4 separate regions of the Mus musculus genome follow, and regions 2, 3 and 4 are each linked to region 1. A link is a contact called in public promoter capture Hi-C data. All regions are on one chromosome and are shown on one strand. Each heading gives the region's core, a stretch centred on a gene start, on an enhancer-like site or on the middle of the called end of the contact. The rest is flanking DNA. Distances are from core to core; before and after follow the strand shown. Region 1 holds the start of Fbxo30 (F-box protein 30). Region 2 overlaps Utrn (utrophin). Region 3 overlaps Utrn (utrophin). Region 4 overlaps Utrn (utrophin).

Region 1 (2,700 bases), core at 64-2,563:
CTTATATCATTCATAAAACACCTACTATTTCTAGAATCACACACACACACACACAAAAGCTTATGTCCCTATGTTAAGTATCGGGTATAAACTGGTGATCTAAGAAGTTAGCAAAACATGTTGTCCTCAACTAAACTACTACAGCAAGAAACAGTGACTAAGCATAAAGAAGAGTGATTCAACGAAACTGTATGCTTTAGAAAAATCAAACAGGGATACTTCATGGTATCCTTTGTCTCTTTGTCAGTCAACACAGGATTGTTTGGGAAAACTAACATAAAAGCGTGCAGAGCGTGTTAATGTAACTTACTTTGCCTGAAATTTAGCAGGGAACAAATAAAAAAAAGAACCTCAGAAACTTTTTGAGACTTCGTTTTAAAAACGTTAACCCTCTTTGATACCAGAATGCCCGTAAATAACTTCATCTTGGATCACAGTCAACAAAGCAATCATGGAAGAAAAGGTCAATTCCTTCCCAAGCATCTATTTTATCCGGGATTTACCACGGGACTCAAAGAAGGGAGAGGGGAGCAGGAGAAACGCGGCAAACACAGGCCTCCGTCGAGGTTAAAATGTAATCCCCGAGTGACTTTGAATCCGCCGTGCGTTCCCTGTCCTGCTTCCAATCTGGGACTCCACGAGCTGGAACCCAGGAACTTGGGGGGGGGGGGGGTGATCCCTAAGTCTCGCTTTAACCAGGGCCACAGCTAAGCCTCCGCGCCTCTCACTTCCATGAATGGAAAAGTTACCAACTTCGCTTATCCCGCGGAGACACTTGGAGATGCCTCGCCGTCCTTTAACCCGTTTGCGCCCAAACTCCTCAAGTCCCTACGAGGCAGAGGGTGCGAGCCACGCATTCCGGGGTCCCCCGGGGCTCCTCTGCGCTCAGTGGGGGTGGGGGCGGAGGTGGGGGTCTCACCCGGTTCCGCGTCCCCGGGGGTCGGGGCGCCATTTGCCGGGAGCCTCAAGGGCAGGCCACACGGGCGGCCGGGCGCGACCCGGACGGGGCCAGCCGGACGGAAGCCTCTGAACTGCGCCGACTCCACCGGCCCCGCCGCCCCCGGGGCCCGCGCCGTCCGGGCCGCTGCCCGCCCGCCCGCCCGCGTCCCCGCGCCAGCCTCCCGCGGCCTCGCCACACTCACCAGCCCGCGCGGGCCGAAGCGCCGCTCAAACCCTGGCTTCTCTGGCCTTAGCGCCCGGCGGCTCCGCAGCGTCCCCGCACCGGACCGGACCACGCACGGGGCCCGTCCCGTCCCAATCCTCTGCGCCTCCGCCCTGCCCGGACCGCCGCCTTTTCTCCTCGGCCTCCAACCGCCACCGCCCTCCTCGCGCGCCCCGCCCCGCCCCGCTGCGCCCCGCCCCCCGGCCCGGCAGCGGGTGAGCGGGCACGCGCACGCACAGCGGGCGAGGATGCGCACGCTGTCCTGTGCCGGTCAGGCCGAGCGCAGAGAACCCACGGGGCAGCCTCTCCCTTGGTGCTCCCTGCCGGGTCCGCCTTTCGCGCCTTTGCTTTTTGTTTGTTTTTGGAAGGACTCTCCGAGCCCCTGTGGCACTGTGGAGGACGCAGGCCCAGGAGCGCGACCCGTCCTCCTAGCGCGCACTCGCAGGAAATAGGTCAGCCCCCGTTGTCGGTGGTAACTGCCACCACCTCACGTGCCCGAGCCCTGTGACTCGGTGACCGCTCTGCTCTGTGACCCGTTTCCCCTTGTAAGGGCTCTGCTGCTCGTCAGCCCGCGGCGGGCGGCTTCGGTGGGGCGAGCCACGCGGCCTCCAGAGGGCGCGGCGCGGCTTCTGGGAAACGTCTTAGGGCCGGAGCTTTCCCGTGGCCATCCAGGGCTACACACCCCGCGTGTAGGCGTCCCCGTTACTACCGCCAGGCCCGGGCGTGAGGCTGAGGGACGGTGATGTCACCGACGCCCACCCCGTCTGGAGGCCTCCTGCCAACTCCCACCTCAAAGCCACCGTGAAGGAGCCTTGGCCCTGGCTGGCGGAGGGGCGGAGGTGAGAAAACCCCCTTGGGTGGCCGTTCTGGTGACTGCAGTTTTACTCCCCAGCTGTTGGAAACGGTGGCTCACGAGAGTCACCGTCCTTCACCTTAAAAACCAGCACTTTCATACAACTACACAAAACCCTGGGGAGCTTAAGACTGAGCACACTGTAAAGGTCAGGGGTTTGGTTTGGTTTAATGAAGACATTCAGATTTTTGAAATATTTAGTGCTTATATGTGGGGTGCTTAGGACGCTGTATTTTTTTTTTTTTTTTTTTTTTTTTTTTTTTTTGCCTGCTTTGGCTGTAGGAGGTAGGCGCTTTTCGGTCAGCCCAGAGCGTGAGACCCAAAGGGGCCAGGTAAGAAAAGTGAAGCAGACAGATGAAATGGTGGGAGAGTTGCTTGTGCATGACAGGTGGTCGCGATTGAGTCACACATCCTTCCATTACATCCCCTTCCGCAAAATAAGGGGACTGCGGCAGGGAATCCCAAAGGCTCTCTACAGCTTCAACATTCCCATACTGATTGATTGTACTTTGGGGCTTTCTGCCTCTCTAAATCACCTAGTTGACACTAGGTCATCTCCCACCTCAAGCTGAGTAGGAGTCAGGGCAAACAGAAGCCTCTGCTCTTCCATAAGTGGCAACCAGAGACTACCAGGAATCAAAGGTCTTCAAAGATGTCCTCGGAAGTATATGTGGACTTTGGGCTA
Region 2 (2,700 bases), core at 162-2,661, 1.3 Mb before region 1:
ACACACACACAATGTATAGCATACAGTATCATGTATCTGATGATAACAGAAGTAAAGATCACTTTGAAGAGAGAGAAGCTAGAATGATATAGTTGCCTATTTAGACACAGTTATCATTTAAATAAGCAGGTGTTGCTGGTTACAGAGTAACTTTTCAGAACAAAAGGGCTTTGTCCTTGTGGCCTTTAGAAAAGTTTGCCATTTGTAAACCCTGTTCTGCTGAGGCCAGTTTTTATTGAGGGCTGATTTGTTAGAATGGTGGACCATCTGGCACTTCAAAACTTCTGAGACTTTCAGGGAGGGGGGGGGGAAAGATTGTGTGCTGTGTTATTAACTGTCAAGTAAAATGATGCTGCCATTGTGGTATGGAGAGCGACCTAAAAGGATGAACATGGTTTACTTGGGAGTGTTCTAGTGGACTTCATTTTGTGTGAAAAAAAATATTACATGATCAGGTAAAAAAATGTTTTTCAATTTAAATCAAGGAGATTTAAGATAAATTTTATCTCTCCATGTCCATTTCTACATTTTTTCTGAGTGATAGCCATTATTTCTATCATTTGATTGTTCCGTTTACCATAGATTATTACTAAATAAAGCTTTTATCATCCTCCTCCCCTTTGAAGATACACATATGGCTTATTTCTCTCTGTGCACTATTTATTTGCCAGCCTATCCACTTTTCTGTGTTCCTTAATGCGTGAATCTGCCATCATTTCTTTACATGTTTCCTGTCCAAATGGAGCTTATTGTGAATTCCTGTGGGTAGAATTTCTGTGTCAAAGGTCATAAGCATTTAAAATTATCCTCTGTCCCCAGACTGGGCAGTTTCTAGTAATCTTCAGGAAATGGAGTGGTTACCCTAGTTCTGCCAGGCATAGGCAGAACTCTAAACAGCCCACAATTTTCTGTGTCATGGTCTGGGTTGACTGACTGTGTTTGGTAGAAGAAGAGTGTGGAGAAGAAACAAAGAACCAGTGTAGAGCTCAATGCGCAGAACACCCATAGAAAGGAGTCAGGCAAAGACACAGCATGTCAATCAGAGGGTGGGTGCAGTAGAGAGAGATAAACAAAGAAAATTACTGTCTCTGTCTTTAGGGGCGCTGTATTTGTGCTTCCTGTGGAAAGTGTACAGACTTTGATTTCTTTAACCTGGGCATTCCCACAAAGCTGCCAAACCTTCCAGAGCCTTCTTCTTAAAGCTCCATGTCACGTGGCCACATCTGTCCTATGCGCTTACACTGAGGCTTGGCTGTTAAGAGCATTTTACCCTTGTCTGATGCTGCATTGTTTTCGGGAAGGATATATTTTGGGGACAGTAACTTGTCTCGGTATTATTTTCTGAATAACCTACTATAGTGCTCTCTGAATCCTTAACTATTTAGAGGGCCGTGGAAAGCTGACCCCTGCACCTGGCTGGCTAATTCAGAAGTGGATCAGCTGGCGGGCCTGCCCCTGAACCCCTTCCCCACTCTCCCAGGGAAGAAAAAAAGCTCTTTGTGCTTTTACCATAACTGTTAAAACCTTCTGGCCATGAACTATGGAAACATCTAAAGTAGTAACTTTTTTTTCTTATGAATGGTGTTTTTTTTTTTTATTTCCCAACACCCACCCTTATCATTATCAAAATAGATGTGGCATTTATTAAAGGTGAACATTATAAAATAAGACCTTGTGCACAGTCTTATGCCCCGGCTTCCTGGGATGAAAGGAGGTTTCACCCCTTTCATCAGGGGGCTCAGGCCTCCATCTCCTGGTTGAACTTTCTGCCCTTTGGGGCTGTATATTACCTTAAATAGCTTGCAGCTGACAGACTGCACTGCCGGCCCATGTGAACTGGAACGCTGTAATGGATGGGGTAGCGTCTCCTAATGGAACCACCGTGGTAGGCGACAATGAGAAGAAATCTCTCCTCGGGATTAGGGGCTTGGAGCGATTTTATTTTATTTTATACTTTATTTTATTTTAGTTCTGACCTCCAAGTTAGCAGGTTATGAAGAGGAGAAATGAGGTGATTTGCTTCACAAGAAATAAACAAGGGTCTTTTCTTGAGTCAGAATGGGCTTACAGCAGGCACAATGTTCTTGCCCATGCCTGAAGCTGTTCATTTTGTGAATCGGCCAGCCGCCATTTATCTGTGGCCACCTATTGACCCCCGTATGCTTTGCTTTACAGGCTCCTAAAATCTCTTTCTTTTCTCAGGGTTCTTTGTATTGGCCACATCAGGAGAAATCTGTTAGGTTTTATGCAGAAAAAAAAAACACTTTATTTTTACAGTTTTAAGACATGTGAGCTTGGTATTTAGAGGGAAGGAACGCTTAAGTTCACTGTAGGAGAAAATATCAGTTCCCCAAAGCTACTCTTTATGTTAACCCTAGATAATCTCTTGCTGCTTTTATAAAATTACAAGTAAGTTATCTTTTAGCAAGCTATACGCAACACAGTTTTTAAATGTAGAATATTACTTTATCAGCCTGCTCTTTGGAAGTTCATGGGGAAGCCATACAGGCCTTTTCATTTTGACACTGGAATGTGGTTTTCATTAGGTAATTTGGATTTGGATTTTATTGGTTGGATTTTCCTGTGCTTCTCCATGGTTCCGGGGCCTTCCTTGGCTTTCTCATGGAACTGTATGCTTGAATTTGAAACATGTCTTACTTAGCTAAAGATTCTGGGTTGCTTAGGTTGATCTATCGTAGA
Region 3 (2,700 bases), core at 40-2,539, 1.3 Mb before region 1:
TAGGGTCCGTAATACATGGGTTTTGTTTGTAAAGCTTTCAGGAACCTCTGTAGATTATAGGAGTTCACTGTTATATCTATTTATAAAACTGGGCTAAAGACATAAAATTTAGGATTTTAACCATTTTAAGTGCACATTTCAGTGGCATTAAGTATATTAACTGTGGTATGTGACAGCGGTCAGCATCTGTTTCTAGAACATTCTCACCATCCACACCAGAAACTCTCTACCCATTTAAACAGTATGTCCTCTGATGCCAGCCCCTGGAGACCCCCATTCTATACCCCATATCTATCCTGACTGCAGTAAGTCCACCACATAAAGGAAAACAAAATATTTATCTTTGTCTTTTGTGGCTGGTTTGTTTATTATTGAGCACGGTGCCCTTAACATTTATCTAGGTTGTGTCAGAATTTCCTTCTTCTTTCAGTATGGATTTTGTTCTATTATGCATGTGACAGATTTTGCTTATCGGTTCATCTGTTGGTGGATACTGGGCTATTTCTCCCTCCCGGCTGTTTTGACAATATTGCTGTGAACATTGGTTAACAAGTATTTCTAGAATCACTACTTTCAGTCTTTTTGATATGTAAACAAGACTTTTAACCTGATTTTTTTCATCTCTTACGTCTGGTCTCAGTATACAGTTCTTTTAAAATCTATATTTATGTAGTATTCTTTCATGATTTTAGCCCTGGGAGGGGAGTGGCAGGTTCTAGGCCCTCTGTGAAGATTTAATACCAGGTGTAGATTCTGGAACTATATGTATATTAAGCCCCATTTCTGTCACTGAGCCACACATCTCTACCTATTCTTTGACACGTGTGACCTCCAAGTGCTTCAAACGTCAACCTGAAATTATTGGTTTCTATGCCAGAAGCATTTCTGCAAAGCTCAGCTCTTTAGAAGTTCAGTGCATGATGTTGCTTTAGAACTTAAACTTTCAATGCTGCTGTTGCTGTTGCTGCTGCTGCTGCTGCTGCTTCTCCTCCTCCCAACCCCCATCTTTCTGCTCCTTCCCACTGCATACATGCTTTGGGAAATTTTCTTCATTCCTGTTGCTCTCTGCACTGGACTAACCCAACTTACTAACTCATTTTTCTAAACTGTGTGGTCCCCCAGCATGTGGAAATATGTTGTTGATTTCATTTTAGTTGGCATGTTGCGATTAAGACTTCTTGCTGTATAATGAACTTCAATTTTCACTGAAGATTCCTGGAGTCTGTGGGTTATAGATCACATGATTGGCAGTTCCTATTATATACCGTAAGAGGAGCCTGGTCTGCCCTACTCCCCATCCTGGGGGGGGGGGGTTGACATCTGAAGCTAAGGACTGGATTAACTAATCAGGGCCTTTATCCTGTTTGGGCTCCTTACTTTTAAAACAGCATAAACCTTTAGGCTATGGAAATACGGTTCTACAAGTGTTAAATTGACTCATGATTTCCAGGTGTATGGAAAAATGGCATATTGAACTTGTAACTCTCTTCATATATACGCGCACACTCGCGCTCACACACACACATTGAATATGAACAACAGCAGGCAGCAATTACTTCTGTCTTTGAAGATCTTGTTCCTTGGCCATGAGACACCAGTCTCATTGCTTACCTTCGATTTTAATACTCTGCATTTGTAAGCAGATACTTCATGTGTCCCTACTTATTTTCTCTCATTTTGCAAAAGATAGAATGCATGTTTTGTTTTAAGGCTGGGGAATCAAAACCCCTTCCTGATTATTGATAGGAGCTGCAGTTTTGAAGGATAGACACCAATACTAGTTTCTTTTGTCTTCTTACAGACTAAGTTACTGTATTAGGCTTAGCGGGGTGTGTGTGTGTGTGTGTGTGTGTGTGTGTGTGTGTGTGTATGCTCATGCATGTGTATACCTGTGTTGTGAGCACAGGTGCCTTTATAAGGGTTAGATGCATGCATGTGCACATGTGTGTAGAGGCCAGAGATTGATTTCATGTCTTTTTTTTTAATTGCTATCTACTTTATATATCAAGACTGGGTCTCTCACAGGAACCCAGAGTTCTCCAATATGGCTATTATAGCTCATTCCCTTGCTCTGGAAACCTTCTGTCTCCACCTCTTAGGCACAGAGATTACAAGCAGGCTGGCTGACATTAACATGGGTATTAGGCATTTGTACTCTGCTCCTTATGCAAGAGTTTTACTGACTAACATATTCTCTAGTCTGTATTTTAAAAGCAAGCAAACAACCAAGCAAACAAATAACAAACCCTACAGAGGTTTTTTTCCCTTTGTGTCCCACCCTGGTCTTAAACTTTCGATCCCTCTGCCTCAGGCTCCCATGTGCTTAGGTGGTAGAACCATCACACCTGACTTGCTTTTTATTTTAAAACACAAAATGCAGGTGGAACAGCATATAAAACACAGGCGCTCTAAATAATCACTGCAAAGAACTCATTGAAGAGAATTTCTGGTCTCTGCAAGCTGTATGTGCCTCCTCCATGGAATTCCTCCCTGCTCTTAAATAGTAGCCACACTGAATCGAGTGCTGCCAGCACTGTCTCCATTAAAGGAGCAGAGCCTGGTACCCTAACCGCGCTTGCCACGTGCTCCCTAAGCGGACAGGCTACAGGCTAATTACTGACTCTGATGAGTTCTTCAATGTTCTTCCACCCAGGGCAGATGCGTCTTGGTAATCACAGTGCTCCTCATCTGGGCTGAGAC
Region 4 (2,700 bases), core at 106-2,605, 1.3 Mb before region 1:
GATTAAAAAATAGCCGGGCGTGGTGGTGGCGGACGCCTTTAATCCCAGCACTTGGGAGGCAGAGGCAGGCGGATTTCTGAGTTCGAGGCCAGCCTGGTCTACAGAGTGAGTTCCAGGACAGCCAGGAAAATACAGAGAAATCCTGTCTCGAAAAACACCCCCACCCCCAAATGCCGGTCACAAAGTTAAGTGGTTCTTTAAGAACAAAAAACGTTAGTTGGAACTCTGCGTGACTGACGCGGATACAGTAGGGAGTAAACAGAAAGTTCTTTCTGAGAAGAGAGCTGGCATAGCACTCTAGATTCAGAAAATGCTATTTTGTCATCGTGACTAAAAGCTTGATGACTTGTGTTTCCTCTGGGGTGCAGTTTATTAAGTATCAAATGGAAATTTCCAGCCTGTATGTATGGATCTGAAAGCTATAGGCACGAACCGCTTTCTCTTGGTTCTCGGCAGAGCCCTGCTGGCCTTTCAAAGGGAAGTTAGTTGTTTATATTTAGCTCTGGAAATTAAGCAATTAGCAGGGATAGGAGAATATAGACAATGTCACACCATTGTCGTTTTCTCACTTGCTCGAAGTTTGTTCATCTCAGGCAAGGTAAATGAGTCCAAGTAATTGAAGTTGGAAAGGATGTGGAGTGTGGGAGAGGATTGCTTTTCATTTTTCTTTTTCTAGTTTGTTCAGGTCTGTGAAGTTCTGAAAGACTGATTTGTAACAAAGCTCAGTCACAGAAGCGGACAGTGCTTTTTAATGCTTAATAAATAATTGGCCGCTGTGACAGCATGGCCTGATAAAGCCGGAACGGAATCCCTCTAGAATGGAAAGTGAAGTAGTTGGGTCAGGCCTGGTGGTACAGGTTCTGTACTCTCAGCTAACTGGGAAGCTGAGGCTGGAAGATTGTTCCAGGCCTGGGTGGTTTGTAGAGTGAACTGAAGGTCAGGTTGTATAACTTAGTGACTCTCTGTCTTGTATTGAAATGTTAAAGTATCAAAGCTTTGTGTATTGTGCCAGGTGAACATTTGCCTAACATATGTAAGGCCCTAAGGGCAATTCCCTGCAGTTGCTGGAAGGTGTTGGTTTTCAGGGTGGGTGCCTCCTTCTCCCTGCTCTTCCTCCTTCTCTTCTCCCTCTTCTTCCTCCTTCTCTTCCTCCTCCTCCTAATACATATTTGTGCATGTTTATTATAGAATTGGTAGACAGTTTCTGTGTATAGACACCATGACCTTGACAACTCTTATTAAAAAAACAAAACAAGACAAAACATTTAATTGCGCTGGCTTACAGTATAGAGGTTCAGTCCCTTACCATCATGGTGGGAAGCATGGCAGAGTGCAGGCAGACATGGAGCTGAGGGTTCTATATCTGGATCCTCAAACAGCAGTTGGAGACTGTGTCACACCAGCCACATTTGACCTTATGCTACCTCAAAGCCTGCCCTCACAGTGACACACTTTCTCCAACAAGGCCACACCTCCTCCAAGGAGGCCACAGCTCCTAATACTGTCACTTCCTATGGGCCAAGCACTTATATACATTTGTGTATGGGCTCCATACCTGTTCAACACCACATTCACAAAAGTGACCATCTCTTTTGAGACAGGATCTTTTATTGGCCTGACCTCACCAAGCTGTCCAGACTGGGGTGGATTCTCCCTGTTTAGACTTCCCTAGCTCTGGGATTACAAAGACAGTGCACACACACCACCATACCCAACAAACATTTTTCTGTGGTTTCTGAGAATCAAGCTCAAGTCAAGCACTTTATCCAGTGAGCCACCTTCTCAGGCCATATTTATGGTGTCTGTATTTTTTCCTACTGTAAAAGGACTAGGAAAACAAAAACTGTTGACATAGAAAACCACAGCACAATAAAAATTAACAGGAAAGCAACAACCCTAGACTCCATGGGAAAGCGTCTAATGAAACACGGACAGAGACGCCTAATGAATAGGATTGTAAACGTTCTATGTGTTTTTAAGATAGTGTTAATATATATTTTTATATGTTTTATCTATCATCTATCCATTTATATATCTTCTATTTATCTATCTATCTAATTTATATATCATCTATCTACATATCTTTCATCTATCTATCTATCTATCTATCTATCTATCTATCTATCTATCTATCTTCCTACCTATCATCTGTCTGGGAAAGAAAATTGTCACCAGTTCTATGTAACATCTGGAGAAACAAGCTCTTTTAACTCCACAGTGAAGGCACAGAGTAGGCGATGCTTGGCCAGTACATGATTTAACTGGCACTGTTGACAGGTTTTCTGATTCCAGATTCAGTGTCTCTCTGCATTTCATTTCAGGTGGTCACAGTGGTTATCCTGAGCTACAAAGAACCATGCGGTTGAGGGGTAAAGAAAGAGAAAGTAGCTTAAGTCATTGCTATACTTTCTTTTAGTTATCATTCGTTGTATTTTCACTGTACTAGGAAGGAAATCCCCTGTGTAGATGTTTCATCACCCGTAGTCTTGGGCATGCCTAGGTACTTGTTCTCATCTTGAAGTTGAAAAAACAATGAGCAACTGGGCTGTGGTGGCGCACGCCTTTAATCCCAGTACTCGGGAGGCAGAGGCAGGTGGATTTCTGAGTTTGAGGCCAGCCTGGTCTACAAAGTGAGTTCCAGGACAGCCAGGGCTACACAGAGAAACCCTGTCTCGAAAAACCAAAAAAAAAAAAAAAAGA

What was found. Promoter capture Hi-C pulls out the DNA fragments that hold promoters and counts their contacts.
Region 2: a promoter capture Hi-C map of cranial neural crest shows a contact between it and region 1. The contact joins the enhancer-like site here to the promoter of Fbxo30 in region 1. A contact is called at or near these places in 4 of 39 promoter capture datasets (the C10 cell line, the HPC-7 cell line and cranial neural crest) and 4 of 115 datasets of contacts at active chromatin or transcription factors (astrocytes, embryonic limb bud, embryonic stem cells and 1 more).
Region 3: a contact with region 1 is called in a promoter capture Hi-C map of frontonasal cranial neural crest, with 4 times the contacts expected there. The contact joins the enhancer-like site here to the promoter of Fbxo30 in region 1. A contact is called at or near these places in 6 of 39 promoter capture datasets (the 3T3-L1 cell line, cranial neural crest, frontonasal cranial neural crest and 2 more) and 3 of 115 datasets of contacts at active chromatin or transcription factors (all in embryonic stem cells).
Region 4: a promoter capture Hi-C map of embryonic stem cells shows a contact between it and region 1, with 5 times the contacts expected there. The contact joins the enhancer-like site here to the promoter of Fbxo30 in region 1. A contact is called at or near these places in 9 of 39 promoter capture datasets (the 3T3-L1 cell line, the HPC-7 cell line, cranial neural crest and 6 more), 1 of 484 Hi-C or Micro-C datasets (embryonic stem cells) and 3 of 115 datasets of contacts at active chromatin or transcription factors (astrocytes and embryonic stem cells).

The regions. Positions count from the first base shown.
Region 1 is chr10:11,279,943-11,282,642 of GRCm38.p6, reverse strand. Fbxo30 (F-box protein 30) reads right to left here and starts at 1,313. Exons shown (of 3, transcript NM_027968.3): 1 at 1,143-1,313.
Region 2 is chr10:12,551,807-12,554,506 of GRCm38.p6, reverse strand. The region is part of intron 50 of Utrn (utrophin); the gene reads left to right. Among named protein-coding and RNA genes, the nearest start is that of Gm25139, 180 kb to the right of the region's middle. Within about 2 kb of position 1,411, at least 28 of the 459 cell types and tissues checked have an H3K27ac peak or open chromatin away from gene starts, as enhancers often do. A contact at or near this core is called in embryonic stem cells, where this site is marked.
Region 3 is chr10:12,574,835-12,577,534 of GRCm38.p6, reverse strand. All of the region lies in intron 50 of Utrn (utrophin), which reads left to right. Among named protein-coding and RNA genes, the nearest start is that of Gm25139, 210 kb to the right of the region's middle. Within about 2 kb of position 1,289, at least 5 of the 459 cell types and tissues checked have an H3K27ac peak or open chromatin away from gene starts, as enhancers often do.
Region 4 is chr10:12,607,151-12,609,850 of GRCm38.p6, reverse strand. All of the region lies in intron 50 of Utrn (utrophin), which reads left to right. Among named protein-coding and RNA genes, the nearest start is that of Gm25139, 240 kb to the right of the region's middle. Within about 2 kb of position 1,355, at least 22 of the 459 cell types and tissues checked have an H3K27ac peak or open chromatin away from gene starts, as enhancers often do. A contact at or near this core is called in embryonic stem cells, where this site is marked.